2 separate regions of the Pan troglodytes genome follow, and region 1 is linked to region 2. Evidence: chromatin contacts called from public HiChIP or PLAC-seq data. All regions are on one chromosome and are shown on one strand. The core of a region is the stretch at or near the end of the contact, and the rest is flanking DNA. Distances in the headings are between cores, read along the strand shown. Region 1 holds the start of LRRC1 (leucine rich repeat containing 1). Region 2 holds the start of GCLC (glutamate-cysteine ligase catalytic subunit).

Region 1 (5,899 bases), core at 1,490-3,989, 250 kb after region 2:
AGTCAAGCTATCAGCTGGTGCTGCAGTCACTTGAAGGCTTGACAAGGGCTGGAGAACTGGCTTCCAAGATGGCTCACTCACATGACTACTGCCAAGAATCGTCAGTCCCTTGCTAGTTGTTGTCAGCAGTCTGCAATTCTTTGGCATGTGGAGCTCTAGATTTGCTCAACATGGCAGCTGGCTTCCCCAAAGTGAGTGATTCGAGAAAGAAAAAGTTGGTTACATAGACCAACCAGGAGATGGTGGATGTTGCCCCTAACTTCCTGGAGGCTGGCTAATAAAGTGCATAATGAATATTTATTGATTAAAGTAATGTGTGTCTGATACTGTACTAAGCATTTTACATATATCATTTCATTTAATCCAGATAACAATCCCATGAATCATCCTCATTTGAGATATGATAAAACTGAGGCTTATACAAGTTAAGTAAACTGTCAATTTCTACAAAGCTAGTGGCATAACAAGAGTTCAAACACAGATCTCTTTAGCTCAAAGGCTGTGAAAACATGGTTCACAGTACAAATGAATAAAAGAATTACATTATTCTAAGAATAAAGTGATTTAGGTGGTCTTTTTAAACTTTGTTTAAATTCAGTCAAACTCATTTGTATGTGGCGGAAGAAACTAGATGTTTTATCAGGCGGGAAACCCTAAAATTCTTCAGGTGAGTAAAAAGTTAATTGCTTCCCTATTCTGTAGTTGACAAGGTGTTGTTTCATTTTTTCTCTCTTACTACGCTGTTTCAAATTCTTGGCAGATTATTGGAAACAAGGAAAGTCAAGAATTCTCCCAGTGACTACCCATAGAATTAAATCAACAAAAAATGTTGATCATTGACTGTGCATATGGCATTGTGGCAGCTTCCCAGATCTACAAAGCAAGTCAGACAGTATCTGTTGTTCAAGAGGTCACAATCTCTTTCGGATTAAGGTGATACAAAAATAATAACACAGAGAAGCTGAAGCATCATGGAGAGGCACACAAGGAATGCTTATTGAGGTTTGAATTTTTAAAGGACTGGACACGTCTTTAAAATACATTTGGTGTTCGTTAAAATAATCTAGTGTGATAACCTCTGGAAATCACATTATTTTAAATGGAGGGAACTAGCCTTCTTTAATTTTTTTTTAAAAAGTTGGAAAACTTGAAGACAGGCACTTACCTTTCCACATGTCTCTGTCAGCAACCAGTTTTCTAGGAAGGGTGGCAGAAATGAGCTTCATATGTTTCTGGAATGCAAGAATGTAGAAAGGGGGGTGGAGGTTCAAAGTCCAGGTAGCTCTCTGTGAGAATGCAAGAATCAAATCAGGACAAACAAAAGAAGGGTGAAGTGGGTAGGGCAACGGAGTTTAGGGATTGACTGGAATGAGAGTTAAGGTGATAATGCTGGGGTAGAAATGAAAGTCAGACCCCTCCTTACGGACTGGGAAGAAAGGAGCCCTCCTAGTAAAGTTGAAAAGACCAAGTGTGTCCTCTTCTCCATTTCACCGGGGAAACCCTCCTGTGCCCAGTCGTAAGGTACAGGAGAGTCTATGGAGCCCATGGAGAGTCTAATGCAAAAACTAGTTTCCGACCAAACTTTGCCTTGGCCACTGAGCATGCTCAGCTTTGTCTTCTATAGAAAAGTGAACTCCGTGGCTCCAGATTTTAGCTATAGCAGCTGGAGGGCGGGAGTGAGTGTGGGAGAGCCAGCGTGGCAGCGGCCGCAGGTGGAACCTGGAGTTTGAGTATGCTTGAAAGGGAAAGTGTGGAACGAAGGGGCGGCCGGGTGGGGAATCAGAGGAGCCCCCAAGGAAATGATTCATCATTGTGATTGACCTTGACTTTAGCAACCCTTCATTAAAGGAGAAAATTTGGTTATTCGGAGATGGGGATTATGTTGCAAACAGTTACAGGCAAAGAGGGGCAGTTCAGGATTCCGGCCGTGGTCCGCAGGAATGAGTCGGGGCGAGGGAATGGTTGTTATAACCCAATAGTGAGCCTCCCCGGTCATCCGGGCTGGACGGGACTGGGGTTGTAGCAGAAAAGCAGGAGCTGTATGGAGGATGCTCACCTGGCAGCCTCGATCTGCCCCTCTTCCCTCGCTCCTCCTTCCGCACCAGCCACAGCTAGTTGTCAGGGGCCAACATCTGGGCCGGGCTGGAACTGGCTCAGAAACTCGCTTTTGCCTGCTTATTTCTGCAGTTGGGCTCCTTGCCAGGTGCAACCACATCTATGAGAATCTCGCAGACTCTCAGACTCCTATGCCTTTGCTGGTACAGGGAGGAGGATTTACTGTCACTCACTGCATAAACCATGATCACCAGAGATGTGCTCCCAAGTTACAAAGCCTGCAGGCGGTGCCCGAGGACCAGAGGGCAGGACAGGGGCCGGGCGCGGCCAGCTCACACTTCTGGGGCAGCCGTGAGCAGCGGGCACACGGGCAGCCACCAAAGCAGCAGCGAGGGTAGTGCAAACACCTCAAAACTACACCGAATCCCGTAGCGCCTGGCGCCCCCGGCGCGCAAGGTACGCTTCGGGGCGGTCCTGTCTGACCCCGGAAGAGAAAGTTGTTTTGGGGAAGGGGAGCAAGGAGAGGAGTGCGAGTTAAATAAAACTAAATATCAAAGTTGTTCTGCTCTGCTCAGGCCGCCTCTACTCCGCCTCATCTTTGCCCCAAGTTCTTTCACAGTCTGCCTTCCTCAAACGGCCCGATGCGCCCCCGTCCTTGCCGGAGTAAGCAGATCGCCAGCAGCCGGCCCACAGGTCAGTCGACCCTCTCTGGATGCAGGTCGCCGGGAAAACCCGGAGCGGAGCATCCCTCGGGCCGGGAAACGCCCTCGGCGCTCACCCACTGGCGCGCATGCTCAGTCCGCGCGGCGGCTGCGAGTAGGAAGCTCCGCGCGGCGGCGGGGGCGGCGACGGCGACTGGCGGGTGGGAGTGGAGGCACCGGCTGGCGGGCGGGGGTACAGGGACGGGGCAGGGGCTCCCGCTCCAGGTTCCTTGAAGCACTTCCGACCGCGAAGCCCGGCGCGAGAAGCGAGCTAACCCAAGAGCCAACAACGAGCGCGGAGAGGGCAGCGGGCTGAGCGGAGCCGCCGGGAAGAACGGGCTCGGAGCCCGGGTCTCCGCCGCTCGGGACCCGGCTAGGCGGCGGCGGGGGCGGCGATGTTCCACTGCATCCCCCTGTGGCGGTGCAACCGTCATGTGGAGAGCATCGACAAGCGCCACTGCTCGCTGGTCTACGTCCCCGAGGAGATCTACCGCTATGCCCGGAGCCTGGAGGAGCTGCTGCTGGACGCCAACCAGCTCCGCGAGCTGCCCGAGGTAAGGGTCCGGCCTCACCTGAGCGCTCTGCCCGCTCGTCTGCTGTCCCTTCCGCTCCCATCCTCTCTCGTCCCCTCTTCCACCTCCGGGTCCGGCGTGAAGGAACCTTCCCTCTTTTATGCATTCACCTGCTTCTTTCTCCCCCTGTCTCTTTACTTCCATCCTTTCCCAGTAAAAGTTCCTTTTCATTTTATTCAAAGTGACCGGATATTTTGCGCGTAGTCACTGGGGCTCGTGCTATTGGAGAAACGTTCTGGACTGTTAAGTAACTTAGATCCATGCTAGGTACTGACACCTGGCACTTGTGCCGGGTCAGATGAGAAGCCGGGTGATTCGGGCTGTTTCCATCTGGAAGCTACAGAGCACCGCATCCTGCCCCCCTCCACTTCCCGGGGTCGTTCCCCCACCAAGGGCCGGGCGCGCCTCTCCTTTAGTCAAGGCATGTCCCGGAGGACCTTGTGACCTGGGCAGCGCTCAAGCGGGCCGCACTATCTCGGCGTCTTGGGAGGAATGAGGAATGTGCTCCGTGCTTTATCGCGGGTGGGCTTGGCCGGCTGGCCTGCGGTGGCTGCGGGGGTGGACGCGGGATGGGCGCAGGGGAGAGCTGGGCCTGGAGCGCTAGGGGCAGGTGCCCAGATGCCGGCCGCCCGGGCCCTGCCTACGTGGACCTGTTGCGTGGTGGGAGCTGCGGTGAACGTCAGCAGAGGCTCTGCCCGCGGGCCAGCCTTGCAGCCGCCTTTCCCGGAGCGGGCACAGTCGTCCTGCTGACTTTCTCTCCTTGCAGTGATGCGTTATCTCTTCAGAGTTGTTTATGTAAATTGATCACTCCATTGCCGCCGAACTTGTCAAGCGACATGTGCTGATGGTGCTTTGACCGAGAGTAGGGGTACAGCGAACTTCTTTCAAGCTTGCCTCGGGAACTTAGCTAGAGTAACCCCTTAGGGGGAAGGTGTCTCAAACCCAGGTGTGTGCAGGAAGTCACTGTGCAATAATCCAAAGGTGTGCAGGAAGTAGGGAGACTGCTGGGAGTCGGGGATTGGACCTATTTAAGGCCTGAGCTTTGGAACGCAAACTTCTTGTTGCCCTTTAGTTAACACAAGCCAAATCTTTGTCACAGAAACACTAGTCAAGTGTTCTGACTTGTTAGAATGACCTGATACGTTCTCCAGCGCTGATGGAGCATTTAAACAATCAGAACTGTGTGTTTTTCTCAATATTTTAAGTGGTGGTGTTCTTCTTGGATTAACTTTCCTGGGTTCATGTGGAATTGATTGGATGTTTGCTCTGTGTAATCATAGAGATTATCCTCACTAGGACCTTTGCAAAGCCCCCCAGGCTTTATTTAGCTTAGAAGCAGCAAAGCCATCAAGTTCCCTCAGGCGTTTATTATTTTGCAGGCATTTTCAAACACATGATTTTTTTCTGGCCTTTCACGTCCTTGAAGATTTCTTACCAGTCGTCAGCTCCCTCACTGCTTTAAGTTGTGTAATTTTAGGCAGTGATATCACCAGGAATATAGAATATGTAATTTAATAGTTTTCAGGGGCTTCAGGATGACATTATTGAAGATGGAGTGAAAAGTTATTCACTAGAAATGACTCATTGCCCTTTGTGGTATTTGTTTGTTTGTTTTCTTTTGTAGAACTGGAAGATTTCCTTTGACTGGATTGGCTTTTCACTCCCTTCTGCAGGGTTTGTGGGTTTTCCTGTAATGTTGGGGAGTTCAGCTTGGCATGGGAAATTACATAATTTCCCATGCCAAGCCGAAATGTCAGGTCTTTCTGTGATCCTAAATGGAAACTTGTCAGAATCTCAAAATATAGTCTGATGGTACTCTGTAAATACGGTAAATAAACAAGCTTTTCAAAGGTTACAGGTGATCTTGCTAATGGATTATTATTGCTCTAACAGCTGTTAAATTAGTATTAAAGTTTTTAGGTTGTGTAAAATCTACTTCTCCCTGACTTATTGTGTGTCTTGGTGCCTGGGTGTGTACATGCCAGACATGAGAACCACCTTGCAAACATAGATATCTGTTCCATCCCTTCCATTCTTTCCTTGGGCTATCTGTTGTCTCACCTCTGAGATCTGTATAACTTATTACCACTGGTCTCTGCTGCTCCTGCTCCAAACCCCTGTCTCCTTACCTGCCACACACAAACACATCTCTTTTGTTCACAAGCCTCAAAGGTCCTTATTTTGGTGGCCATACCAGCTGTATGTTCTCCTCTCTATAATTTGTTTGGAAGCACAGCTTAAGGGGAAGCCGGTACCCCTTACCAGGGCAGCAAAGATGCACTCTCTCCAGGCTTCAGTGTAATAACAGCCACCTTCTTTCCACTGAAAGGCCTGCAACTTCTGGTTTGCGCCAATATCTTCCTTTTACAAATTCAGATTCAGAATTGAGGTGACTTTCTCAGGGCTATCCAGTGAGTTAGATGCCATTGCTGGTGGGTCTTGTTCATTCAGATGTCAGCCAAATACAATTGCTTTGGACACCTAGCAGGAATCTTCTATCCTGCTTCTCACACCCATTAAATCTTTATTTAGTCTCTCCTGTTTTACTCATGTCATTATAACTTAGCCTTA
Region 2 (6,172 bases), core at 562-3,061:
TGAAGAATCATCACCAAAACACATGCTGTGCTTTTTCTGTTCAAAGAAGTGTGACAAACCACTTTTTGTAGAAATGTGAATTACTAGTCATCATACTTTCCTAATTTAAAACAGCACAATTTCTTCAGCTGTAGGAGGTAGAATCCCAATCTTAGAAGAAAAAAAAAAACTAACTTTTTGAAAGGAGATATTCTGCACTGGTGTAACAGCACCTCAGCACTTAGGCCAAGAGTGATAACAACACTGGCCAAAAGATAAACAATTTACACAGGTGGCAAGCCATCTAAGGCAAAAGCTAAAAACAAGAAAAACAGATGGACTTCTCAAGAAGTCATTTAATGTGTACTGCATACACACGTAATTTTCAAAAACAGAAAGGGAAGGCACAAAAAGTTTTGGCAGATGACACTAAATCAACAGTTTTAACATTGCTGCATTCCAGATCATTCCAATAAACAATGGTTCAACATACTGAGAATCTAGAGACATTTCATCTCTAGGCAGAACACTGGTTTGTAAAGTTTAGTTGCTGGACCTAGGCCATGGAAAGACACAAACAAATCCTAATGTTGAAACTCTAAATGCATTCCCACTTAGAATTAAACAGGAAAGGGAAGGTTCCTCCCCCATGTAGGAAACTGAGCCGTAACTTACTGGTTTCAATTTATAGCTATGAAGTGTGTGTGTTTTGGAGGGGAGGGGAGATGAGAAGTTGGAGAGGTTTAAGGAAAAGACACCTGCATGAGGTAGGGCAGAAGTGGACATCCTGAAGACCTGATTTCTAAAAGCAGCAGGCCTACTAGGAAAACTTAAATCTCTTTCATATTGACTGCAAAAGCGAATTTTGAGCCTGTAAGGTGGATCATGGTAGTTGCCGGTCTGCAGATACACTAGGTTGAAGACTCGCAGCACCTAATGTCACTTTTTCATGCTCACGCCCTCCCAGCGCCCAATCCGTGTTTATGGAATGAAGGGGAAAACCCAAAAGAATGAATGAACAAGAAAGGAGTCTAGTCAGGAGGATGGCCCTGGACGCCGACTAGGCGAAATCAGGGACGATGCTCCCGGGGCCGGGAGGCGCTCGAGGACCCCCGGGCGCAGTGGAGAACGCGGACCGCGATAGGGCCGGGGGCGTAGGGCAAGACAAAGGCAGCGCGGGCGGCCAGACACGGGTGCCCGGCGGGGACGGGGACCGCGGGCGCTCACCTCATCGCCCCACTTGAGAACGTCCTTGTGCCGGTCCTTGACGGCGTGGTAGATGTGCAGGAACTGGAGGATCCCGTGCCGCCGCACGTGGTCGGCATGGCGCTTGGTTTCCTCCCAGCTCAGCGGCGAGCCCTGGGACAGCAGCCCCATGGCCGCCCCCTCCTCCTCCTCCTCCTCCTCGGGGCTGACGGCGGTCGCCCGCTCCGGGCGCGAGACGGACACTCAGCCGCCCGCAGAAGGCGGCTGCCGCTCCACCCCGCGGGGGCGCTCTCGGGCCGCAGTCGGCGGAGGGAGGGTCCTGCCCGCTCCGGGTCCCCGGCGGCGGCCCCTGGCGCCCAGGTGACAGACCCTGGGTCCGACGCACCGCGCGGAGGCGAAGGCAGAAGACCGAGAGCAGGCGGGACGGCTCTCGGCCCGGCGGCCTCGCCCTCCCCGCTGCTCCTCCTCCCGCTCCGATGCGGCGGCGGCGGACCCCACGGCCGCGCTGCCGCGGCGGCTCCCGCTTCTCTTTGCCGGTCTGGTGCACTGGCTTCTTCCTACTTGTGACCAAAACCTGCGCCGCCGCGGAGCATGCCCAGTCTTTGCGTCCGCTAGCTCGCCGCTCCTGGGCGCGATCCTGCGCTCCAGGTTTTATAGACTACGGGCGAAGGCGGGGAGAGGAGGCGGTGCAGTGGCGGAGGCGTGGCCTGAAGCCCGGTGGGAACCGCGGAGGCTGAGGAGGCGTGTGCAAGGGTGATTGGGACGCAGTTGAGGGGAGCAGCTCGCGAGAAGGGGGCGTGCGGTCGGCCTCGCTTTACGCAAACGCGACATATCAAAATGCATTTTTTTGCTAATCAAAAGAGATAAACTTGGGATTCGGGAAGAAAGTTGATTATTTGAATCAATGACGAACTCACCATATTATGTTTTAGTTGGACAGGGCCTCACACTTAGAGTGAGAGCGGCAGAATGTGTTGAGGAAAGTATTAACATGGTAGTGAAGTGAAACAGTTCAACTCTAGGCTCCATCACTTACTGACTGTGAGACTTGGGACAAGTTCTTCCCATATCTGCATAAAATTAGATTAATTCTATCTTTTATAGATGTCGTAATTATGTGCATAGTGTACATGTGTATAGTGTTGGCCAATAAATTGACCTGGTTATTAAGAGGAATCAATTTGTCAACATGTGTAAATCATCATTATTCCCTACTGTCTTGATTAACTGGTGACCTATGTTCTCTGGATGGCACGGACACCATTTATTGCAAAAAGTCTCCAGATAGACCATATGAGGAACCATCTCCAAAAGTTTATCCTCCATCTAAACCTAAAATTCATCCCTTAAGTGATCAAAATGACGTTCTTGTGAGCCTACCGTGGGGTGGGGTTGAAGATAGTGGGAACACCTAGAGTTGGCCTTATCTTGGAGGGAAAGGAGAGGAAGGAGGTACCGTGCCCCCAAGTGATTGTTTAATAAATACGTGTTGACAGAGCAATGACCTGTCAGGGGAAAAGTGAAGGCAACTAGATCATACATGTACCTACCCAGAAAGTGTGTATTTATCATACCCTCTTCCCTCGCACTACAGAGTTAACATTTAGTAAGCACTTATTAATTGCTGAACGAGTGAGTACATGATAGCAGGATTCTCTTCTCCCACAGCCTTCATATTGGATGTGCCCCTCACAGGGCTTGCGGGCATGAATACCCAAGGTCTGTCTGGGATTTCCACAATGGTGTGTGTGTGTGTGTGTGTCTGTGTGTGGTAGGGATGTTTGAAGCTCAGGAGATGATGTTTCCATCCTCATCACACAGGTGGGATAGAAATCAAACCACATTATTCTAATTTTTCCACAGCCTTTTCAACAACTTCCTTTGCCCTCCCACCAACCTCACCAGATCTGTATATGGTTCTGGCACTCTGTTGTTTTTCCTGCTTGAAATTCTCCATCTGACACACTCATGTTCATCTCTTGAGTCACAGTTATTCCTCTCTGTGTTTTGGTTGCATTCGTACATTAATGATAGAGTCATTTTAAAGATAGCTCCACACTAAATAGTGAATTCCTCTGGGGCACAGATGACTTATGCCTTTTGTACCTTTAATTCTAGAAAAGTGCTTGGTATAGAGTGTGTGCTTAATAAATGTTAGCTTCTCCATGAAAAGCAGGTAGTGGGAGAGGGGGAGAAACAGTGTTTCCCATGTAGGTAAGACATCCAAGGATCATTGGGTTATTCTCATAATGTCATCTGACATTTTCATAGACCTGCATTGTTCAACACGACAGCCATCAGCCACATTGGCCAAAGCACATTTGAAATGTGGCTAACATGACCGAGAAACCAAATTTTCATTTTAATTTAATCAATTTAAATGTAAATTTAAAAACTGATATTCCATTCAGTTACTGGAAAACTTTTAAGTAAATTTGAAACAAGTTGGAAATGTGAATCCATTTTTGACTGTAAATTTTATGAAATGTAATTACAGATCAAGTATTTCCAATGAAAAACTTAGTGGCCCAGATGTGTTGTGAGTGTAAGTCACACACCAGATTCTAAGACAGTAGAATAAAAAGATGTAAATATCTCATTAAAAGTTTTATATTGATTACATAGCGATATAGTATTTTGGAAATTTTGAGTTAAATATGATGTGGTATGTTATTTAAATTAATTCACCACCACCCCCGCCCACTTTTATTTTTAGTTTTAAAGGAGGCTACTGAAAAATTTAAGATTACATATGTGGCTCTCATTCCACTTTATTGAAACAGTACTGATGTAGACCTTGATTTACACTTTGCAAAGCAGTTTTCCCATACACCTGCTGCACACCATACACTTTTCCCATGCACCTGTTAGGAATCATGGACCTGGGCGGTTCAATAATAGACTAAATTCTTGTCTAGCCAAAGCCCTACACGACACTGAACCTAGTAAGAGTTTAACACTGTAATTGGAGTTACTCTGTCCTAGATCCCGGCTCACACTCACATAAGGGACCTCCCTCACCCTACCCCCCCGAATTCTGAACCAGCTCCCCCAGCGGGGGTCCCAGAGCTTTGGACAATCTCAAAAAGGGCGCCGGCGCTGCTGCACCACAGGGCACTTATGCCCAATTTAAACCTTGATCTCTCAGTGTCTTTAGCCTTTTCTGTTACAAAGAAAAAACAAAAATCCCATCACGGATCAACTGAAGTCATATTTAACAAGAGTTACTCCCCTCTGACAATGCTTTGCCTGCATAGGTCCACTACGGCTCGATTTCATTCTGTAGACTGCACCCAGGGCTAGGTTTCGACATCTGGAAGTGAGTTTTCAGCAGACAGCTCCATCAGGGCTGTAACGATAGCTGAAGGGGAAAGAAGGAGCTCATATCTTGCAGAATCAGCTCTTCCCTAGACCACGACCAAAGGCCGATTCCCAGTAGTGTCTTCCGCGGAAAAACGCGAGACCCGCTCTCCAGGAACCCATCTCTGCCCAGCGGCGCCCTGGCACCGCAACCTCGCCTAGCAGCCCCGCGGACCAACACAGGCCCCGCCCCCAGAGCCGCCCGGAAAACCTGGACCGTGGAGATCCGCATCGGGGGACGCCGTGCAGTCGTGAGGCCAAGCTGAGCATGCTCGGAGAGCCGGCCTGTCGCGGGAGGAAGCGGTGTGGGCCGCGGGCGGTGCACGCCGCGCAGTTGTTGTGATACAGCCCCCGCCACGTGACTGCGCGGGCCCGCCTCCCCCGCGCGCGGCACCGCCTCCCCGTGACTCAGCACTTTGTGCGGGCTCCGAGCCGGAGGTCAATCCCGGGGAGGCTTCTTAGGGCAAAGTCTCAGTCCATCACTCCTGACCTCTGGGCTGCTGCTGCTGCTAGGATTGCCGCAGTCATTTCAGACACGATGGGTTTCGGGCCTCCAAGGACCAAAAAATACATCATTTTCTCTGTGGTCACGCCATTCCCAGTTTCCCTTGAGTCAGCGGCTTCGCGAGATCAAATAAGGAAAACAGAGAGTGCCTAGGAGACTCTGAGGAAGGCACTTCTAGGTCATCTGCCCCTGCCTTTACCGCTCTCTTTGGCTTAAGTATCCCTTGACCTTGGTGGTCTGTCGCTTGGGTCCCAGTATATCACATTCTATGCCAGGCACTTTGAGCTGGTATCCGTAAAACAGTACTAATCTTTGCCACATTTTATAAGTGAGGCAACTGAGATCCAGTAATACTAAGTAACAGGTAGTGGCTAAGCTGGGGTTTGAACTCCAGTGATATTTCAAAGCTGTCTACTACACCACTCAGCCTGGGTGAAGCTGGTGGCTGCCTTCAGTGTGATTCTTCCTGGGACTTGATGCCAACCTTCATTACATCCTTTCTTCTCCCTTGACACACCCTTTCCCCAAAACCCGCGGATCTGCCTGTGAAGTCCTTAAGCTTTTTGTCTGTTAAATTTCTTAATTGGTGAAAACAAATAGTTATTTCTTAACTTCAGTGTACATGTTAAACAACAAAAGATACAGAAGGAATTTTCTCCCTACAAGTGAATTGTACTTGGAATTTGACTTGATCTTATTCAAGAAGATCCCTGGGGGCTTTATGATGGAAGAGCAGTAGCCAAAAGACTGGGGCTTTGGCCCCATCTCAGAGGGCTACCTGCTGGGTCAATCTAAGCAAAGTTGTGATAATCATTGGAGAGTCCTTTCCTCTCATCTGTACAAATGAGAGTCTGGAGGAGATAAAGTTTCCCTTCCAGCCTAAACATTTTCTGATGTTATTACTAAAATTAGTTGAAAGAGTTCAAATCTTTTCGTATCGTGTACTATTTGTAATACATGCTGCTGAGGTGTGCTATTGTCATTGTCAAAAAAGCAAGGAAACTCTTTTGACCTTTTCCAAGCCAATTTTTAGTTTACATGGATTTTTGAAAAATATAAATGTGCTTGTTTTCATGTAGAGTTACAAAAGGTCTGTGAAGTTCAAGCGAAGAACTTTTTTAA

The links. HiChIP or PLAC-seq counts read pairs in DNA pulled down with a chosen protein or histone mark.
Region 1: a contact with region 2 is called in an H3K4me3 HiChIP or PLAC-seq map of stem cell-derived excitatory neurons, with 3 times the contacts expected there. The contact joins the promoter of LRRC1 here to the promoter of GCLC in region 2. A contact is called at or near these places in 1 of 7 Hi-C or Micro-C datasets (induced pluripotent stem cells) and 1 of 1 datasets of contacts at active chromatin or transcription factors (stem cell-derived excitatory neurons).

Annotation. Positions count from the first base shown.
Region 1 is chr5:59,655,907-59,661,805 of NHGRI_mPanTro3-v2.0_pri, forward strand. It overlaps LRRC1 (leucine rich repeat containing 1), which reads left to right and starts at 2,740. Exons shown (of 14, transcript XM_001156152.6): 1 at 2,740-3,310. The coding sequence starts at 3,152.
Region 2 is chr5:59,404,687-59,410,858 of NHGRI_mPanTro3-v2.0_pri, forward strand. It overlaps GCLC (glutamate-cysteine ligase catalytic subunit), which reads right to left and starts at 1,812. Exons shown (of 16, transcript XM_001155930.7): 1 at 1,207-1,812. The coding sequence starts at 1,356.